2 separate regions of the Ovis aries genome follow, and region 2 is linked to region 1. A link is a contact called in public Hi-C data. All regions are on one chromosome and are shown on one strand. Each heading gives the region's core, a stretch centred on a gene start, on an enhancer-like site or on the middle of the called end of the contact. The rest is flanking DNA. Distances are from core to core; before and after follow the strand shown.

Region 1 (5,161 bases), core at 673-3,172:
ACAACATTGTTAATCAACTATATATTTCAATATAAAACAGTTGCGGGAAAAGGACTGTTCTTAAAAAATTATATCACCTTTCTTAAACTATGAAACTATGTAGTCAGTATTCAAATTCCTCAGTATCTTGTGTTCTTTAAAAAAAGATTTTTCAAATCAGAATTTATGTAAGTTCCATTCATTGCAATTGGCTAATGTATCTGTTGAGTCTGTAAATCTATAGGTTCTTCCTCCATTTGTCACTTTAAAAAATTTCCACTTAGAGTTTGTTGACTACAGCACCAACAGCACCTTTGTTTTCTAAAAATTAAAAAAAAAAAATTACCTATTTTTGGCTGCACTGGGTTTTCATTGCTGTGTGTAGGGTTTCTGTGGTTGTGGGCGAGTGGGCTTCTCATTGTGGTGGCTTCTCTTGTTGCAGAGCCCAAGCTGCAGGCACTTGGATTCAGTAGCTGTGGCTTGTGGGGTCTAGAGTGCTGGCTCAGTAGTGGTGCACAGGCTTACCTGTCATGTGGTGTATGGTTTCTTTCTGGACCAGGGATTGAAACCATGTCCCCTGCACTGGCAGGCAGACTCTTAACCACTGGATCACCAGAGAATTCCCAACAGCATCTTTAGTTTCACTTTACTGATGAACATTTGATTTTAATATCTTGTCATCATAAACCTAGCTCTGCATTACCCTTGTGGCTAAATATTTGAGTACATTTTCCCTTATTCTGTTATGAAAATGATGGTTTACAATGGGTGGGTATATTTCTGATGCTCATTCAGTGAGTCAAGCACCATCAGTTACTGGAGATATTATGGTTAAAGAAAGACACACTGCCTGCTCTCTTGAAGTTTTGCCTTCTTGCAGCAGAGAAAGATGGGAATGGGTAGTTCTTAGGTGGCCCTTATGGTATCCTTGAGGATGGTGCCTCATCTGGACACTGCAAGGGCTGGTGTTTAGAGACCACTCTTTGAGGCAGGGACACCCAAGCCAAGGTCTGAAGCAGGAGAGGTTGACTGTGTGAAAATCCAGGGCACTGCTTTTCAAACTTTGGCTTGCAGAAGAATCACCATCAAGGCCCAGACTCGTTGAAGGTAATAGGGCCTGAGCCTTTGTGTTTTATCAAGCTCCCTAGTGCTGCTAGTACCAATAAAATTTTGATAACCATTGTTCTGTGGATAGGAGAGAGAACTGAAAGTTTTCTTAGATTTTAGTGTTGGCAGAATATAGGCACCCTCTTCTGCTGTGGAAGAGTGTCTGCTTCACTGTCAAAGCTGAGACCGTGTGACCTGAGCAAGTGACCTCAGTTACACCTCAGTTAATTTTGTAAAACCACTGGGTATACAGTAAGTCTCTTTTAAAGTGTTGAAGTCTGTTAAAAAAAAAAAACCACAAGCTTCCTGGGGAGCTCTGAACCACCCAAAGTTTGTGGCAGGTGGCCCCCCTGGTGGCTACAACCCATAGGTTGCCTCTGGTCGGCCTCAGATGCCAAGTGAGGTGAGCAAGTGATTCATACCTCGGGTGCCAATCCTACTTCACCGAGAATGGGAAAGGAGTTGCTAGTTTAAATTCTTTAGCCCTAGTCGCCAAGGTGTGAAAGGAGTCAGGGAGAGGACATAAAGCCTTCAAGAAATTAGGAGGGAAAAGATATAGAGAACATTTTTTGTGCGTCCAGTTTAGTCTTTTTGCTTCCGAAGGCTTAGCTTCGGTTTCTAGCGCCTGGGGCTGTGCGCTTAACGAGGGCCATTTTCCACAGACCGCACAGCCTGCTGGCTTGTGTGGCCAAGTCCTCACCGCCTCTGTCGAACACGCTGGAGGGACTCCCGCGGGCTCACCGCCCGACCCCGCTGTAATCCTTCTGAGCTTAGGACCCAGTGGCTGCCAGGCAGCCTGGCACCGCCTCTCCGCGTATCAGCGCCCGCAGATTGGCAGCTCGGCTCCGCCCCCGCCATGGCTGCCGCCAGCTACCGGGGCTGCTAACTTGCTGCCGGGATACTGGTCTCTGCCGCAACTCGCCGGCTGATCTGTTCGCGGGCCGGCGGCGCATGGGTCTCCTCCGAGGCGGGCCCCCGTGCGCTCGGGCCATGGCGCGTCTGGGCGCTGTGCGCTCCCACTACTGCGCGCTGCTGCTGGCCGCGGCGCTGGCGGTCTGTGCTTTCTACTACCTGGGCTCGGGCCGGGAGACCTTCTCCAGCGCCACCAAGAGGCTGAAGGAGGCCCGCGCCGGGGCCCCTGCTGCGCCCTCGCCGCCGGCGCTGGAGCTGGCGCGGGCATCCTTGGCGCCGGCCCCGGGCGCTAAGGCCAAGAGCCTGGAGGGCGGCGGGGCCGGGCCGGTGGACTACCACCTGCTGATGATGTTCACCAAGGCCGAACACAATGCCGCGCTGCAGGCCAAGGCCCGCGTCGCCCTCCGCTCCCTGCTGCGCCTCGCGAAGTTCGAGGCGCACGAGGTGCTTAACCTGCACTTCGTAAGCGAGGAGGCCAGCCGCGAGGTGGCCAAGGTTTTGCTGCGGGAGCTGCTGCCGCCCGCCGCCGGCTTCAAATGCAAGGTGAGCGGGGCCCCAGCTAGAGGCTCCGGGTAGGTGACTCGGTCATTGTGGGGCCTGGCCTGGATCCAGGGGTCAGGAGGGAGGTGTCTTAGTTGCGATGCCCATTGCCAGTGCCAGCAGAAGCCTAAGCCCTTAATCCGTACCCTACCTGAATTGTGCGTTCACAGCACGCTGCAGGCATGGTCCAGGGGGCGTGTCTCGGAGCCTCTATTAGCTGACTTCGTTGATCCTAGCTTCCCTTTAACTGCGGCCCCCTGGAGAATCAGCGTGCCCGCTCTTTCCTGGCGTGGTTGATTTCAGCAGTCAGTGCCTTTAAGTCTGCCCCTCTTTTTATTCTTTTCAGTGTTTGACTTTTGAGGATGGAGCAGGTCACTTGAAAGTGCACTGTCTGCTGGACAAGGTCTTAGGCCGCTTGAGTTGTTCAGATTACAGTGACATTTCTCATAGCTCTAAGGATTTCAGTTGAAACTGGTCCAGCCCAAACCCAGCCCATGTGAACCATTTCATCTCCTCAGTGTGCCTCCTCCTTCCCTTCTCTTCAGGGTCATGAACCCATTTAGAGAAGCAGCGGGTTCCTCCCAGCAAGAAAGTGCTCCAAGAGGTAAGGATATAAGATCTGGAGAGGGCAGAGCAGAGCTAGTCGTCTTGTTCCAGGCTGGACCACCTGGCTCTGCTTGGGAGAGATTGTATTCTTCAGTCAGTCAGCTCAGTCACTCAGTCGTGTCCGACTCTTTGCGACCCCATGGACTGCAGCACACCAGGCCCCCCTGTCCATCACCAACTCCTGGAGCCTACTCAAACTCATGTCCATCTGGTCGGTGATGCCATCCAACCATCTCATCCCCTGTCATCCCCTTCTCCTCCCGCCTTCAATCTTTCCCAGCATTAGGGTCTTTTCCAATGAGTTGGTTCTTTGCATCAGGTGGCCAAAGTATTCGAGTATTTCAGCTTCAATATCAGTCCTTCCAATGAATATTCAGGATTGATTTCCTTTAGGATTGACTGGTTGGATCTCCTTGCAGTCCAAGCTTAGTGTTAATGGCCTCAGTTAAATTACATGTCTCCTTTTGACCTAATAGTTGCCCAGAGGGGATCTAATGTGTGATTTTGGGATAGAAATAGTGTGCACTAAATCACTCCAGTCATGTCTGGCTTTATGCGACCCAATGGACTGTAGCCCACCAGAGTCCTCTGTCCAATGGGATTCCCCAGGCAAGAATACTGGAGTGGGTTGCCATGCCCTCCTCCAGGGGATCTTCCCGACCCAGGGATTGAACCCGTGTCTCATGTCTCCTACGTTGGCAGGCGGGTTCTTAGTAGCTGATCTTAAAGGATGGAGACTGGTGGAAGGGGGAGGGGTGGTAAGATTAGAGTAGTGTACCATGTGTTTGTGCTGGGTGAGTGACTAAGGGGAGCCAGTGCTGGCCTCCTGCAGGGTTCAGGGGCCTGTTGGTGTTTGTTTTTGGCCGCACTGCACAGCCTGTGGGATCTGAGTTCCCCGACCTGTGTCCCTTGAAGCAGAAGTTCAGTCTTAACCACTGGACCTCCAGGGAACTCCCTTTTTTGTTGTTGTTGTCTACAGGATCGAGTCCTCATTTCTTGGCAGGGCTGTCTGTTGTGGGGCCGGGCTCTTCAGCTGACCTCCTTGTCCTTCCTCTACTAACTGTACTGAATGTGCCTTTACACAAGCTCTACTCTCTGCCCAGAGTGTAACTTCCTTTCTTCCTGGGCCCTTGACCACTGTTTACGTAGTTTTTACCCTCCCCCAGGAATGCCCCTAGAATTGGGGACAGTCTGTGCCCAGCCCTCCACAGCTTTCTGTTTCAGCTTTCTGCCATAGCATCCAGTGTATGCCCTGCCCAGAACAAATGAACCCTTTGGGAACACGCACCAGTCATAGCGAGGCACCTGGTCTGGATTCCATGGTACAGGAGGCCAAGAATCCAGGTCCTGGAGCTTGTGGCTGCAGGGGCCTTGGGGTCCACTGTCTGAGCTGAGGTTCTTTCAGCCTGGGGCCCATCCTGATTTCCCTAATTGCAGTCTTGGGAGGAAGGGCCTGGCAGCCTGTTCCAGGTGTTCCTTAGGACTCCAGTGTTTGAGAAATCCTTTGCTAGTTCAAGGGAGAAAAGCAAGAGCCTTTGATCATAGGGCCAGTCTGGATAGAGCTGGGTGACTGCGGGTGACCCTGCCTCCCTTTGGCTCTCAGGGCATGCAGACTTGGCTGGCGCTCCAGACACCACCTTGTAGACCAACATCATCATTGTTTCCCTTAATGAGTCAGAGGTCACACCCTGGGCCTCTGCCCCGCTGCTAGGACTCTGCTGTCCCCTTCCTGAGCTCCAGCCACAGTGTCCTGTCATATATCCAACTTTTCCAGCCTACATGCCTCTGCTTCTTTTTTTCCACCACCAGGATACACTTTCTCTGTGCATCGCTAAGTCTCGCCCATCTTCAGATACCATCTCCTTGTTGGAGCCATCCAGGCAGCCTCCACTCAAGAGGCACGTCTTCCTCATGTACCTGGCTGGCGCGGTGGACTGCGTGCCTTCTTATCTCCGGTGCCTGTGCCTGGAACATAGTGGGCACTGTAAATACAGGTCTAGGGCAGGTCCAGGCTCAG
Region 2 (5,161 bases), core at 1,144-3,643, 560 kb after region 1:
AATGACAATAGAGACCAAAAGTGTTTGTTTTCCTTAAATTGCTGAAGGTGACAAAATCTGGAAGAGGAAATGAAGGTGAAGTCCCAAGTTTCTAACTGAGCTCTAGGTGGCAGGTTTGTTTACATCCTCTCATTATTATTGTCACTAGAATATAAAGTTCATTGAATCTTGCTTTATGAGTTAGTTTTGTCCCCTGAGCCCTGGTGGCTCAGAGGGTAAAGCGCCTGCCTGAAACGCAGTAAACCTGGGTTCGATCCCTGGGTCAGGAAGATCCCCTGGAGAAGGAAGTGGCAGCCCACCCCAGTACTCTTGCCCGGTAAATCCCATGGACGGAGAGGCCTGGTAGGCTACAATCCATGGGGTCACAAAGAGTCGGACATGACTGAGCAAATTCATTTTCTTTCTTTCTTTCTTTATCCACTCAGCTCTAAGAGAATGCCAGAAACTCTCTCTTCCATCTTAGTTCTGGAGATGATGTTCAGGTTTGGGGGTTTTTTGTTTGTTTGTTTTAGTAATCCAATTTTATTGTATGTTATTGTGGCCATACCTCAATGCATGTACGATCTTAGTTCCTGACCAGGGATCCAACCCATGCCCCCTGCAGTGGAAGGGTGGAGTCTTAATCAGTAGACTGCCACAGAAATTCCTCAGGTTTTTTTTAAAGATATGCTGTCTCTAAGTTGAGAGATGGGAGAAAGCACATTATAATGCTTTCCTTCACTATCTGTGAGCACCACCTTCCCGAAGCCATGCCGACTGCTACATGGTTTGTCAGCAATCCTTTGCGTGTTTCCCAAAGTGAAGTGAAGTTGCTCAGTCCTGTCCGACTCTTTGCGACCCCATGGACTGTAGCCTACCAGGCTTTTCAGTCCCTGAGATTTTCCAGGCAAGAATACTGGAGCGGGTTGCCATTACCAAAGTGAAGTGAAGTTGCTTAGTCGTGTCCGACTCTTTGTGACCCCATGGACTGTAGCCCACCAAACTCCTCTGTCCATGGAATTCTCCAGGCAAGAATACTGAAGTGGGTTGCCATTTCCTTCTCCAGGAGATCTTCCCGACCCAGGAATCGAACCCAGGTCTCCTGCATTGTAGGCAGATTCTTTACCAACTGAGCTATCTGGTGAAAGTGCACTCCAATTCAGTTAGAGTCAGCAGTGAGATACAGCCCACAGCAGGGCTTAGCAGGGAATGCAGACATGGGTGGGGGATATGGTTCCAGCTCTTCCTGACCCAAACTTGCTGTGACTGACTTCTAGCCAGTGCTCTTCAGGGTCTTCATCTGTACCAGCAGGAAATGGACTTCTCTTGCTCTTCAGAGTGGCCTGTGGGCCAGACCAACATCATCATCATCTCCTGGAAGGACCCAGTGCCGCCAGACCCTAGACCTTATCAGTCAGAATCAGCACGTTAGTAAGATTCCTAGAGGGTTCACATGCACATCAAAGTTGGGGAAGAACTAGGTTCTAAAATACACAATAACAACCGACATTTTCCCCTCTCATCCCCCCCAGGAACGGATAAAATATTGAGGAGACTTGGGTTTGATGCCTGACCGAATATATTTCAGCTATGATTTGGGCACGCTGCTTGCTCTCAGAGCATCACAACAATGAGGTGTTCTGATTAATGAGAATAGTTAAAACCCCCAACACCCTCATAACTCTAATCCAACTTCTCTAAAGATAAAGTGAGGAGCAAAAGGCCACAAAGAGTGGAGCGGGGTCACTGCTTTCACTTTATTTTAATTTATCGGAAAATTTAAATACAATTCTAGCTAGGAGTTTTAAATGCTTTTTAAAAAGCTATTTGGAAAAATAACCAAAAACGTTTAAGTCAGATTCCTTTGGCTTTCCTTGCAACCTTGTCAAGCTCTTTCCATTCCAAACTGCCATCCACGCAGGAACTCTTCTCACCAATTCACAGCTTAGGAAGACCAAGTAAACACAAAGCTGTTTAGTTGCCAGGCGTGACCGCGATGAAGCCACACCTTAAAACACTAGGCCGAAAATTAGCGCCAGGAAGCAACGCCACCTAGCGCTGCAGGAACACCCTTCACGCAGGTCTCCACCTCCTCCTGACGAAATTAAAAGGAGGCGTGGCTGCTACCGCAACTATGCCCGGCCACTTTTTTCCGAGTCTCCTAGTTGTACCCCGAACACTAAAAATCGACGCACAAATTTAGACGGTACCATTCGTTTAATCTACTCGCCTTATCCAACTTTGAGATATTCTTAGGAAAATATATTGAAAATTAAGCTCTAAAACCACCTTTTGCATTTAATTTCTATCGTAGTGGCAAATGTGAGATATATAAGTGGCGATTTGAGGCAAATTATTCTGTTTCCCTGCTACTTCGGGCCTTAACCACTTGGGCTCGCCTATACGTCACTTCCGGAGATCGCGCTCTTGAATACCCAGAAAACTGGTGTGACTCATGCCTGCCGCTTTTCGTTCGTTTTCTGGACAAGCATGGGTCGGAGGAGAGCTCCAGAGGGTGGAACCCTTGGCCGGGCTCTTATCCGCCAGCAAGTTCAACGGAGCCGTAGCCACCGCCACCCTGACTCCTGGGTAAAAACCTTGTCTTTCTGCCTAGTTGTGAGTCTGAACGCTGCGAAATTTACGGTCAGAGTTCTCAGGAAAATATTCCAAAGCAAATGATGCCAAAGTAGGGTTTCTAGGGATGAATACAGTTGCCCCCGGTAACGGCGGGGATCCGTTCTAGACCCACCCCCAGACCCTCTCGGATACTGAAATGCGCAAATGCTCAAGACCGTTAGAATCAACCAGGCGGATAAACAGGCCCTCCTAGCAAGACACGGCCCAGAGGTGGAGGCTAATGTGATGAGGTCGGAGTGAGATCTTGAAAACCAGGGCAAAAGTTTGATATTTATCCTGTAGGCCGTGGAAGCATTTGGAAGTTTCTGCACAGGAATTACGCAAAAACGACTTCTTCTTGTATTCATTTTTCTAAAGAATTGATCCTCCAAGGGCCGCTGGTTGGTAGCAAAAGTACAAAATAATTCAGATTCGTGCTGCACTTTTTTTTATTCCCTAGTGGTGTTACTCAGAACTGGACAGCATTTCTCCAAAGTTTGGCGGGCCTAGTAGCTTCCTGGGCCTGGAAACGGCCATAGTTTTAGGATCCTTGAAGAGCGGATGAAGTGGTTTGATTGATTTGTAATTGTCATTTTGACATTTATTCCTCGAAGTGTTTGAGAATTCACGAAGTTCTCAGTAAAGAACTAGATTCTAATCCTTACCCTGACTTTTGCTGATTCTGTGGCCTTTGGGCAAACCACCTAGCCTTTTAGCCTTCAATTTTTTTATTTATTTGTACCTGTACAGAACATGTAGGTTAGGATGATGTTTATCTTATGAAACTGAGGTGTGTCTGGAATCAGATCAGTAAGTGGCAACTAGCCAAGCTTTTCACCCCACAGAATAAAACTCAAGAAAATACCACATTGTGTGTAATGTAATAAAGGTAACTTTCAGGATTCTTTTGTTTTCACTTTACTGAATGGTACACAGCATCTCACAGTATCTCACAGCATTTAAGTCACTACGTGAAGTGTATTTCTTACTGTGGGTGTCTGTCTAAAAAAGTTGACCAACAGTGGCTGCCAGAACCAGAGTATATGGTTTATGGGTTTAGATTCAAATACCTCTGCAACTTATTAGCTTATGACTGTAGGCAATTTATTCTATCCAGTTTAATCCTGATCGAGATATGAAGTTTATTTCAAAAGATTTTGAAAATTATATAAGAAAGTAAACGGAAAATAATTATCACGAGGTAAGAAAGTGCTCATTTAAATGTTAACTGTTACTAGTGTTGACTAAAAGAGCTAACACCACCCTCAAGGCCATAGAATGTTTTTTTGGGAATCGCAGGGACAGGGGAGCCTGGTGGGATGCCGTCTATGGGGTCACACAGAGTCGGACACGACTGAAGTGACTTAGCAGCAGCAGCAGCAGTGTTTATTTGGATGTGAAGAGCAGAAGAAAGCAGCTCTCTTACCCTCCTGTGTTTTACTCATAGCTGCACACAAGTGAGCTCAACGATGGCTATGATTGGGGTCGACTTAATCTTCAGTCCGTGACAGAACAGAGTTCCCTGGATGACTTCCTTGCCACTGCGGAACTTGCAGGAACAGAGTTTGTAGCTGGTGAGTTGTTGCTGAGTGCCTCCGGCACATTTCTGTCTTTGCTGACTAGATACAAGCAAGTCTACTGGGGGGTGTTTTGCCAGTCTTCCTAAACTCATAAGGGAGCTGCTTTTAACCCAAAGGCAGATATCTCAGGAGCAGTGCGGAAGGTTCAGTTGAATTCAACAGGGAAGTACAAAATGTGCCACAGTTGTAAAATTCAGCTCGAAAAAGCATCTGTGGTTACCTATCATTTCAAATTCGAGAAACTCAGTCTCTCATCAGGGAAGAGACCAGTTAACATTATGGTGAACAGTAACCAGCTTTTACCAGAAAATGTTTCCTGCTACCATTGTTAGAAGCAAAATCCTGAATTAAATTTAAGTACTTGTCACACGCTGGAGTGCATTTTTCCACGCATATAATTGTATTTTAGTCACTGCTTGCCCTTTTTTGTTTTTGTTTGTGGTTTTTTGTATGTGTGTGTTTATGTGTGTTTTCTAAGCACTTAGCGAGCTACCTGGCACAGAGATACCCTCACAAACTACTGTTTCTATTGCCCTTCTGTTACTATAACTGCTGTTTAGCAGATTTGTTCAAAATGCTTTTATTGAACCCCAGTTACTTTCAGGTATTGTGTGCCTACTAAAAGTATAGTATTGAGTAAGAGAAATTTTTATTTCTACAGAATTTTATCTTAGGTGCTATAAAAGAAGTCTGTAGCAGAGTAATAAGAGATGGATAAAAGGTGTCCGTTTCTATCTGAAGGAAAACTGGGGCTGGTCAGGGAACTCTTTACCCAGGGTCTGAGCCTTAAAAGATGAGTTGATGTTAGCGGGACAGGTGAGATGATGCAGGAGGTTACATCATCATACATCATAATGGAGGAGCTAAGATCTGAGCAGCAGCCTGCTTTGTTCAGAAAATGGTTAGAAAAAATCTCATGGTTCTTAAAGTACATGGGTACAAGAGGCGATGAACAAACACTTAGGGAGGAAGGAAGGGCCAGGTCC

The links. A called contact is a pair of places that touch in the nucleus more often than the background predicts.
Region 2: a contact with region 1 is called in a Hi-C map of hypothalamus, with 4 times the contacts expected there. The contact joins the promoter of LSG1 here to the promoter of XXYLT1 in region 1. A contact is called at or near these places in 13 of 16 Hi-C or Micro-C datasets (blood, hypothalamus, liver and 6 more).

Annotation. Positions count from the first base shown.
Region 1 is chr1:193,139,900-193,145,060 of ARS-UI_Ramb_v3.0, forward strand. It overlaps XXYLT1 (xyloside xylosyltransferase 1), which reads left to right and starts at 1,923. Exons shown (of 4, transcript XM_027957138.3): 1 at 1,923-2,541. The coding sequence starts at 2,038.
Region 2 is chr1:193,699,306-193,704,466 of ARS-UI_Ramb_v3.0, forward strand. LSG1 (large 60S subunit nuclear export GTPase 1) reads left to right here and starts at 2,394. Exons shown (of 14, transcript XM_060404399.1): 1 at 2,394-2,568; 2 at 4,043-4,169. The coding sequence starts at 2,470.